Regions from separate parts of the Sus scrofa genome. Here all the other regions are linked to region 1. Evidence: chromatin contacts called from public HiChIP or PLAC-seq data. All regions are on one chromosome and are shown on one strand. The core of a region is the stretch at or near the end of the contact, and the rest is flanking DNA. Distances in the headings are between cores, read along the strand shown. Region 1 overlaps LOC102162054 (a long non-coding RNA gene). Region 2 has its middle 25 kb from the start of NTMT1. Region 3 holds the start of LOC110256380.

What was found. HiChIP or PLAC-seq counts read pairs in DNA pulled down with a chosen protein or histone mark.
Region 2: a contact with region 1 is called in an H3K27ac HiChIP or PLAC-seq map of alveolar macrophages. The contact joins two enhancer-like sites. A contact is called at or near these places in 4 of 47 Hi-C or Micro-C datasets (embryonic fibroblasts, retroperitoneal adipose tissue, skeletal muscle and 1 more) and 1 of 2 datasets of contacts at active chromatin or transcription factors (alveolar macrophages).
Region 3: a contact with region 1 is called in an H3K27ac HiChIP or PLAC-seq map of alveolar macrophages. The contact joins the promoter of LOC110256380 here to the enhancer-like site in region 1. A contact is called at or near these places in 4 of 5 promoter capture datasets (fetal liver, fetal skeletal muscle and liver), 8 of 47 Hi-C or Micro-C datasets (alveolar macrophages, embryonic fibroblasts, fetal heart ventricle and 4 more) and 2 of 2 datasets of contacts at active chromatin or transcription factors (alveolar macrophages and skeletal muscle).

What each region holds. Positions count from the first base shown.
Region 1 is chr1:269,591,564-269,594,202 of Sscrofa11.1, forward strand. All of the region lies in intron 2 of LOC102162054 (a long non-coding RNA gene), which reads left to right. Among named protein-coding and RNA genes, the nearest start is that of IER5L, 140 kb to the left of the region's middle. Within about 2 kb of position 1,303, at least 16 of the 83 cell types and tissues checked have an H3K27ac peak or open chromatin away from gene starts, as enhancers often do. A contact at or near this core is called in alveolar macrophages, liver, omental adipose tissue and 1 more, where this site is marked.
Region 2 is chr1:269,793,913-269,796,551 of Sscrofa11.1, forward strand. No RefSeq gene overlaps it. Among named protein-coding and RNA genes, the nearest start is that of NTMT1, 25 kb to the right of the region's middle. Within about 2 kb of position 1,294, at least 10 of the 83 cell types and tissues checked have an H3K27ac peak or open chromatin away from gene starts, as enhancers often do. A contact at or near this core is called in alveolar macrophages, where this site is marked.
Region 3 is chr1:269,454,114-269,456,752 of Sscrofa11.1, forward strand. LOC110256380 reads left to right here and starts at 1,338. Exons shown (of 3, transcript XM_021070004.1): 1 at 1,338-1,814. The coding sequence starts at 1,353. IER5L (immediate early response gene 5-like protein) reads right to left here and starts at 1,411. Exons shown (of 1, transcript XM_005674588.3): 1 at 1-1,411. The coding sequence starts at 1,197.

The sequences.
Region 1 (2,639 bases), core at 53-2,552:
TCATTTAATGAGTGGAAAAAGCTTACCAAGCTATGAAAGTTAAAGCTCGTTTCGTTATGTGGGTAATGGATTGTCTTTGTTGGAAAGAATCTGAGGTTCCCAAATCAGGTAGAGTCTGGAAACGAATCATTTGATTTGATGAATATTGGGGGGGGGGCTCAACTCTGTGCTTACATGATAACGGGGAGCAAAACAGGCGTGATGCTGGTCTCACAGAGCTCACGTGGGGAGGCTGATGGTCGTTCCTCAAATAATTTCGCATTTCAGTACGGTGAGCACCCGGGGAAGCACTGTGGTGGGGATGGTTAAAGGGCAAGATGAGAGCCCAGGGGAGTTCCTGTTATGGCACAGTGGTTAACGAATCTGACTAGGAACCATGAGGTTGCGGGTTCGATCCCTGGCCTTGCTCAGTGGGTTAAGGATCTGGAGTTGCCGTGAACTGTGGTGTGGGTTGCAGACAAGGCTTGGATCCCATGTTGCTGTGGCTCTGGCGTAGGCTGGTGGCTACAGCTCCAATTAGACCCCTAGCCTGGGAACCTCCATATGCCACAGGAAGTGGCCCTAGAAAAGGCAAAAAGACAAAAAAAAAAAAAAAAAGAGAGAGAGAGAGAGCCCAGGGTTCCCATGTGGAAGAGGCTCTGAAGACGTAATATTTGAAGTGAGACAGAGCCTTTTAGGAGTAAACTGTGGGACTGCAGTGGAATCTCGGGGAGCAAATTTCGGGTAGGGGGAAGGGCAGATGCAAAGGGCAGTGGCACAAAGGAGCGCCAGGTATTTGAAGGACAGGAGGGCAGCCCAGGTGGCTGGAATGTGATGTGTGAGGGGAAGGGGAGCTTGGCAATATGGGCAGAGGCCAGTCCAGGCAGTGCCCACCAGTCTGTAATGGTGTGGTGGACTTTTTCCTGCCGGCAGTGGGGCGTCCTGGGCTGTTTGGCACAGGCATGACCTGGTTATACGTCTGGATGTTATGGAGGAGGAGGAGGATGTTGGGTTTTTGGGGAGATGCTTAGTGAGTGCTTCCTGGGGTGCCAAGCCCCATTTCTGCCATTCTACAGATGAGAAACGGGAGGGCTGGGAAGGGAAGTGGCTTATTCAGGGTCACACAGCTGGCCAGCGGCAGAGAGGGAACTCAGACTGTCTGTCTGGCTCCAAAGTCTGCTCTGGTCCCCCACACAAAGGGAAGGCCAGGGGACACGCTGATGACGGAGCCGCCCCCCCTGCCCCCGCCCCCAGGTGCTGCGGCCTCCTCTCTGCTCTGTGTCCCAGGCCTGGGTGGGGACACTAGGTCACAGGGTCAGCCGGGGCTGGAAAGGCCCAGCTCAGTTCCTGCTGAACTGAGGAAGTAGGAATTGCAACACGAGAGGATGAGGTTCTGGAGAAGGTGGGACCCCAGCCAGCCGGGCTGGGGCCTCTGCCTGTCCCGTGGCAGCAGAGGTCACACGGCAGCCCCAGAAGCACAGCCCCCCTCACCTGTCTGGGGTCTGAGGACTCTGACATGCGGCTACAATATTCCCAGACCCGGACCGGCACCCCGGCCCCCTGCTTCCTCCTGTGGAAGCAGGACCAGGGGCAGTTGGGAAAATCCTTATTCCCTCCGTGACCGTCAGAATGGCTCCTCTCAAAATCCAGAAAATAGCAAGTATGGGTGAGGGCGGGGAGAAATTGGAAGCTTGTGGACGGTGGATGGGCATGTACAGCCGCTGTGGAAAACAGTATGGCAGCTCCTCAAAAAATTAAAAATAGAACGACCATCTGAGCTAGCGATTCCACTTCTGGGTGTACACCCCAACGAATCTGGGTCTCCGACAGATATAGGTACACCCGTGTTCACTGCAGCATTGTTCGGAGCAGCCCAAGGATGGCCACAAGCCAGGGTCCATCAACGGATGACTAGATACGCAAAAGGAGGTACATGCATATCATCATTCAGCCTTAACAGGGAAGGAAATTCTGACACCTGCTGCGATCCGGATGACCTCAGAGGATATTAGGCTAAGGGAACTATGCCAGACACAAAAGGCATGACTTTGGAGTTCCTGCTGTGGTGCAGTGGGTTAAGGATCCGATTGCGGCGGCTTAGGCTGCTGCCTAGGTTTGGGTTCGATCCCCGGCCCAGAACCTTGCATATGTCTCATTTGCAGCCAAAGCAAAACATATTGTATAATTTCACTTATATTAGGTGTCTAGACTGGATAAATTTATAGAGCATGGTGGGTGCCAAGGCCTGGAGAGGGGGAGGGAGAAAGTGGGCACAGAGTTTCGCAAGATAAAAAGAGTTCTGGAGATGGCTGTGCTGAGTGTTGCACAAGAATATGAATGTACTTCCACTTGAAAATGGTTAAGATGGTAAAATTTTTAAAAATCCTTATTCTAAGTTCTCCCAAGTTATCAGTGGTAGGCTTTCCTTCAAGTCATGTTTGTAAGAAAAAAAATATTAGGAGTTCCATGGCGGCTCAGTGGTAATGAACCCGACTAGTATCCATGAGGATGCAGGTTTGATCCCTGGCCTCGCTTAGTGGGTTAAGGATCCAGGGTTGCCGTGAGCTGTGGTGTAGGTCGCAGACACGGCTCGGATCCTGAGTTGGCTGTGGTTGTGGTGTAAGCCAGGAGCTGCAGCTCTGATTCAAGCCCTAGCCTGG
Region 2 (2,639 bases), core at 44-2,543, 200 kb after region 1:
ATATATATATATATATATAGGATTTTGGATACAGGGCCAGGAGCCCAACCTGGAAGCCTGCGGGGGATCTAGCAGGGACCCGGCTGGTAGGTGACTGGTGTCCAGGTGGGGCTGGGTGGGAAAACAATGGGGCTCTCTGCTTGTCTGGGCCTCTCTCCCTGAGCAGTGGTGCCTCAAGCCTGGACTAGATGGATTGAGTAGGAAAGTGAACCCAGGAAGAGCTCCTCAGCAGAGACCCCCAGTGGGAGGCAGCCAGCACCCAAGGGAGATGCTGGAGAAATGCTGATGAGGCCACATTGCTGGGCTCCTGCAGGGCCAGGCAAAAGCCTATCCCACCCCAGGCCCTCCTGCCTGTTCCTAAGCATCAGGACACCCCAGGAGCCAGAATCTTTGGCAGGGCCACCTCAGCTTCCCCCTGCCCTGGAAAGATCTTCTTTTCACACTGATTCTGTCCCAGTTTGTGAAGGAGGCCAGAGGCTGCCTCCATGTCCACCCCACCTTGGTTCTCTAGAACCCTCCCTGAGCTGTCCCTACCCCTCTTTCTCTTCCCAGTGGCACAGCCCCCTGCCCCATCCAGGAGGTGGCCTTGCTGAGGTCCCTCCATCAGGCCAGGCTCGGTTCTGGAGGCCACAGCCCAGGCCCCAAGCCAGCCCAAGGAGGGCAGCCCATACTCAGGGATGCCCAGTCCATTTATGGAGATGAGCAAATGCAGTCTGGTCAGCAGATCATTCGGCAGCCATTTAGCAGGCACCACAGAGAAGTAGAAACCTGTCAGATCTGGAGCCAGATGGCCCTAGGTTCAAATCTCTGCTCTGCCACTCCCCAGCCAGGTGGCCCTGGGCAGCAGATTTGACAGTGTCCCTACCTTGAATGTTATTGTGAGGGTTAAATGAATGACTGCAAAGTAAAGTCATAAACACATGTCAAGATTTCCTTTGTGGCACAGTGGGTTAAGGAGCTGGCATTGTCACTGCCGCAGCTTGGGTTCCTGCTGTGATGTGGATTTGATCCCTGGCCTGGAAACTTCCACAAGCCATGGGAAAAACAACAACAACAACAAAAAAAATCCACCTTTATTATTATCATTATTATTATTGTTATAAGCCAGGAGATGGGCACTGTGACACCTGCTGCTAGGTCTCTTTTTTCCTCTTCCATAAGAATAACACGCCCCATTCTTAGCTGGGCCCATAGCCATCCATCCCAGAGACTACATTTCCCAGCATCCCTTGCAGCTAGATATGGCCACGTGACCCAGTTCTGACCAATGAGATATTGGCAAAGTGCTTGGGATCAATTTCTGATGAGAGTTCCTTTAAAGGACTGAGGGGGACTGCTTCCTTTCTTCTCCTTTCTGGGATTAGAGTGTGAGCATGGAGGCAGGAGCGGGAGCAGCTGCTGTATACTCGGAGGTTGCCACTGCCTGTTGAGGATGGCACAGCAACTAGGCAGTAGGAGCCCGAGTCCACAGTGGCCATGAACTCTCATACCAGCCCTGACTTCCAGTATTTACTTCCATAAGGAATAGAAACCATGGTTATTTGAAGTCTGCTCTTTGTGAAGCACAGCAGTGAGGAAGACCCACCATCCCTGCTTCCTGGGACCTCCGATGAGAGTTGGGGAGGACCTGTACCATGTCAACAAAGAAGGAAATAATTGCAGTTGTGAAAAGAGCTACACAGGAAGTGAAACGAGGGGATGGAGAACAATATGGGGAACGGAGGAAGCGTTGATTGACTGGAGGACAGTCCCGGAGGGCCTCTGGGAGGAGGCAACAGTCAAGCTGAGATCAGAAATGGGAGGAGCAGAGGAGAGGAAAAGAAATGAAGCTGCGAGTTCCACTGTGGCTCAGCAGTAATGAACCCGACTGGTATCCATGAGGGCGCAGGTTTGATCCCTGGCCTTGCTCAGCGGGTTGGGGATCCAGCATTGCTGAGAGTGAGCTGCGGTGAAGGTCGCAGATGAGGCTTGGATCTGACATTGCTGTGGCTCTGGTGTAGGCTGGCAGCTGTAGCTGCGAGTTGACCCCTAGCCTGGGAACTTCCATATGCTGAGGGTGTGGCCCTACAAAAAAAGCAAAAAAAAAAAAAAAAAAAAAAAAAAAACCCAAAAAACAAAAAACAAGATGACGCTGGACTCCACCCTGCCAGGAGCACAAGCCAGGGGTGGAGTCAGGTGGTCCCTAGCCTGGCCCTGCCTCCTTCCAGCTATAGGACCCCAGCAAGCCGTTTCTCCCTCTGAGTCAAAGTGCTCAGCAAGTACCTGACACATAGTAGGCGTTCAAAGATGGCTGGAAACAGGTGCAAGAATGAGGTGGGAGAGTTGTGTTCTGGAAGTCTCCCCAGTAGAGGGAACATTTACATTAAGTCCCAGGATGTAGGAGTTTGACCAAGGCAGTGGGAAGAAAGTTCTAGAAGACTGGATCACAGGCCCTTGCTACTCGCCATCCACTTGGAGGCTACTCGTCGTCCCACCTGTCACACCTCCTCAGAGCCTCTTCCGTTTTCTCTGTTTCCACCTCTGGCCAGTCCATTCCAAGGGGCGTCTGAAATCCAGGCTGGGATTTTCTTCCAACCCCAGCTTACTGGCGCCTGCTTCTTTTGGTAGCACCCCTTGAGGTCCTGCAACCAGGCAGTGGG
Region 3 (2,639 bases), core at 88-2,587, 140 kb before region 1:
GGCTCGAGTCCAGGCGCCGAGGCTGGCGAGCGCCTGCTTGGCGCACAGCTGCCCGTTGAGCGGCGGCGGCTGCTCGGAGGAGTCCGGCTGTCGGCTCACCAGCCCCGAGAAGCCCGAGCCAAAGATGGAGATCAAGTTTGAGATGTTGGACGCGTCCGGGGACGAGTCCGGGCAGAAGTCCTCGAAGCGGGCGCGCTTGCAGGGGGCAAACGTGGCGCCCCCGGGGGGCTCGGCCCCCAGGTCGCCTGCATCGTCGTCGTCGTCCTCCTCCTCCTGGCCAGGGTAATACTTGCGCTTGCAGCCGGCAGCGGACGCCAGGCCAGGTCCCGGGGCGCCCTGGCCACAGCAGGGGCAGTGGGCGGAGGCGCAGCAGTCCTGGTGCAAGTAACCGTTCTCCACCGTGGTCACCACGTGAGTGTCCAGGTCCAGCACAGTGGTCTGGCTGCTGCAGTGCACGCCGAAGTCCGAGGGGGCCGGGTACGCGCCCCGGTAGAAGCCGGGGGAGGAGGCGGGGGCCGGGGAGGCGGGCGGGGAGGCGGCGGCAGCGGCCTGAGGGGCGGCCCCTGGGGGCGCGGAGGGCGCGGAGCAGGCTGCCGAGGCGCGAGGGTCCCGCGGGCAGAGCGCGGCGGGCGCGGGCGGCGGCAGCGGCGCAGGACCCGGCTGCAGCGGCTCCAAGGGCTGCCCGCGGTGGGGCGCGCCGTGCGGCGGCTGGAGCGCGGCGCACCCGGGCAGCTCCGAGAGCGCCCCCGCGCCGCCCGCGGGCGCCCCGGCCGCCGCCGCGCAGCCCCTGGGCGCCGGGTGCTGGTGCTGGTGCAGCTGCTGCTGGAGGTGCAGCTGGTGGAGCTGGTGGAGCTGGTGCAGCTGATGCCGGGCGGCCGGTTCGCGCGCCTCCGCGTCCCCGCCGCCGCCAAGTTGGAGCGGGCCGAAGTCGGCCGCGCTGGCCGGCATGCCCGGCGCCGCGTACGCGAGGTGCTGGTGCTGGTGGTGGGGCGGCTGCTGCTGTTGCTGCTGTTGCTGCTGCTGGCGCCGGTAGAGCTCGGCGTAGCGCTCGCTCAGGTAGAGCTGGCGCGCGTTGCGGAGCACGTAGGACACCAGGAGGTTCTTGTGCAGCTTGATGCCGCCGCGCTGGGTCCGGGAGCTGTGGATCTTGCGCAGGGAGATGCTGATCAGGCTCTGGGCGTCCAGGGCGCACTCCATGCTCCCGCGGAGACGGCGGCGGCAGAGCAGCCGCGGCCGCTGCTGCTGCTAATGCTGCTGCTGTTTCGGCCTCCAGCCGGCCTCCGGGACGCGCCGGGCACGGGAAACGGAGCCCGGGTCAGCGGGTCGGCTGCGCTCTGAGAGGAGCCGCCACCATGCGCTGCGCGCCACCCGCAGGTTCGTGCTCCCCAGACGGCGCCAAAGCAATGAGCCTCGGCCGGCCCCGGCCCCAGCTATTTAGCTGGGCGTCCGGGCCCCGCCCCACACCTGGTGAACCAATAACAGTGCCCAGAACCTCCCGAGTGACAGACGCTGCCCGCCCCGGGGCCACTCGGCTGGCCAATCAGACCAAGGCGGTTCCTTTGTGCTATTCAAATACCGAACGGACCCCGGGCCTCCAACGCCGTCGCTGCCTCGAATGTTCTCCTGGAGCCGCCGCGCAGCGCGGGACTCGGAGCCGCTGGGGCCGCTGTCTGCGACGTGGGTCGCCTCGCACCCGCCACGTTGGAACCCGCAGCCGCCCTCGGCCTAGTTCCTGGGAGCCGGGGGTCGGCTCACCTGCGTGCTGCGGCGACGACTCCTCCCCCTTCCGCACGGCTGGGCCTCACCTGCGGCAGGTGCGCACGGCTCCCACTCCCGGCCACGCGGCACCTCCTATCTCACCTGCTGCCCCTGAGTGACCCGTGGGACCCAAGGCCTTTGCAAGAGACTAGTGGGGCTGCCGGCTTGACCTTTGAGGACCCTCTGGGGGGAAAGAGATTTCAAGGTACCCAAAGCCGCGGAGAATGTTGGGCCTGATGCCTTGACTTTTTGACGGAGAAGCCCCAGGGAATACTTGGGGAACGGCCTCCCACCCCCTTTGTCTGATGGGAGAAGCCAAAACCTGGTAAATTTTGGTCTCCGCTGGTGGAGGAGTCTTGAGAGTCTTGGGCCTCAAACAGCTGAGGTCTAAACGAGTTCTGAGAGCCGGCATCCGCTGTCCTAATCACCAGTTCTGTAACCTTTCCTTTCCTCTCTAACCAATAAGAATGACAATAGGGACTATTATGTGCCTAGAATGGGCAGGCCCCTGCCACAAACGCCCTGAATCCTTTCTGGGGACTGCTTGCAGAGCAGGGACAGTCTCAGAGCAGTGGGGTTGACTCGTGGGAAATCACACAGCTCCTAAAGGGCGGAGCTCAGATTCGGGCCAGGACTGTGAACTCCAGACAGGAGGCTGATACCATGGGCTGAGAAACTCACCTGCTTATCTTTTGTTGACAATGTTTTGCCTTTTTTTTTTTTTTTTTGGCAGAGCTTGAGGCCTATGGAAGTTCCTGGGGCAGGGATCAAACCTGCACACCACAGCGACCTGAGCTGCTGTAGTGACAATGCCAGGTCCTTAACCCACTGCACCACAAGGGAACTCCACAAGGGATGGGAGGAGGTCCCAGGAGCAAACT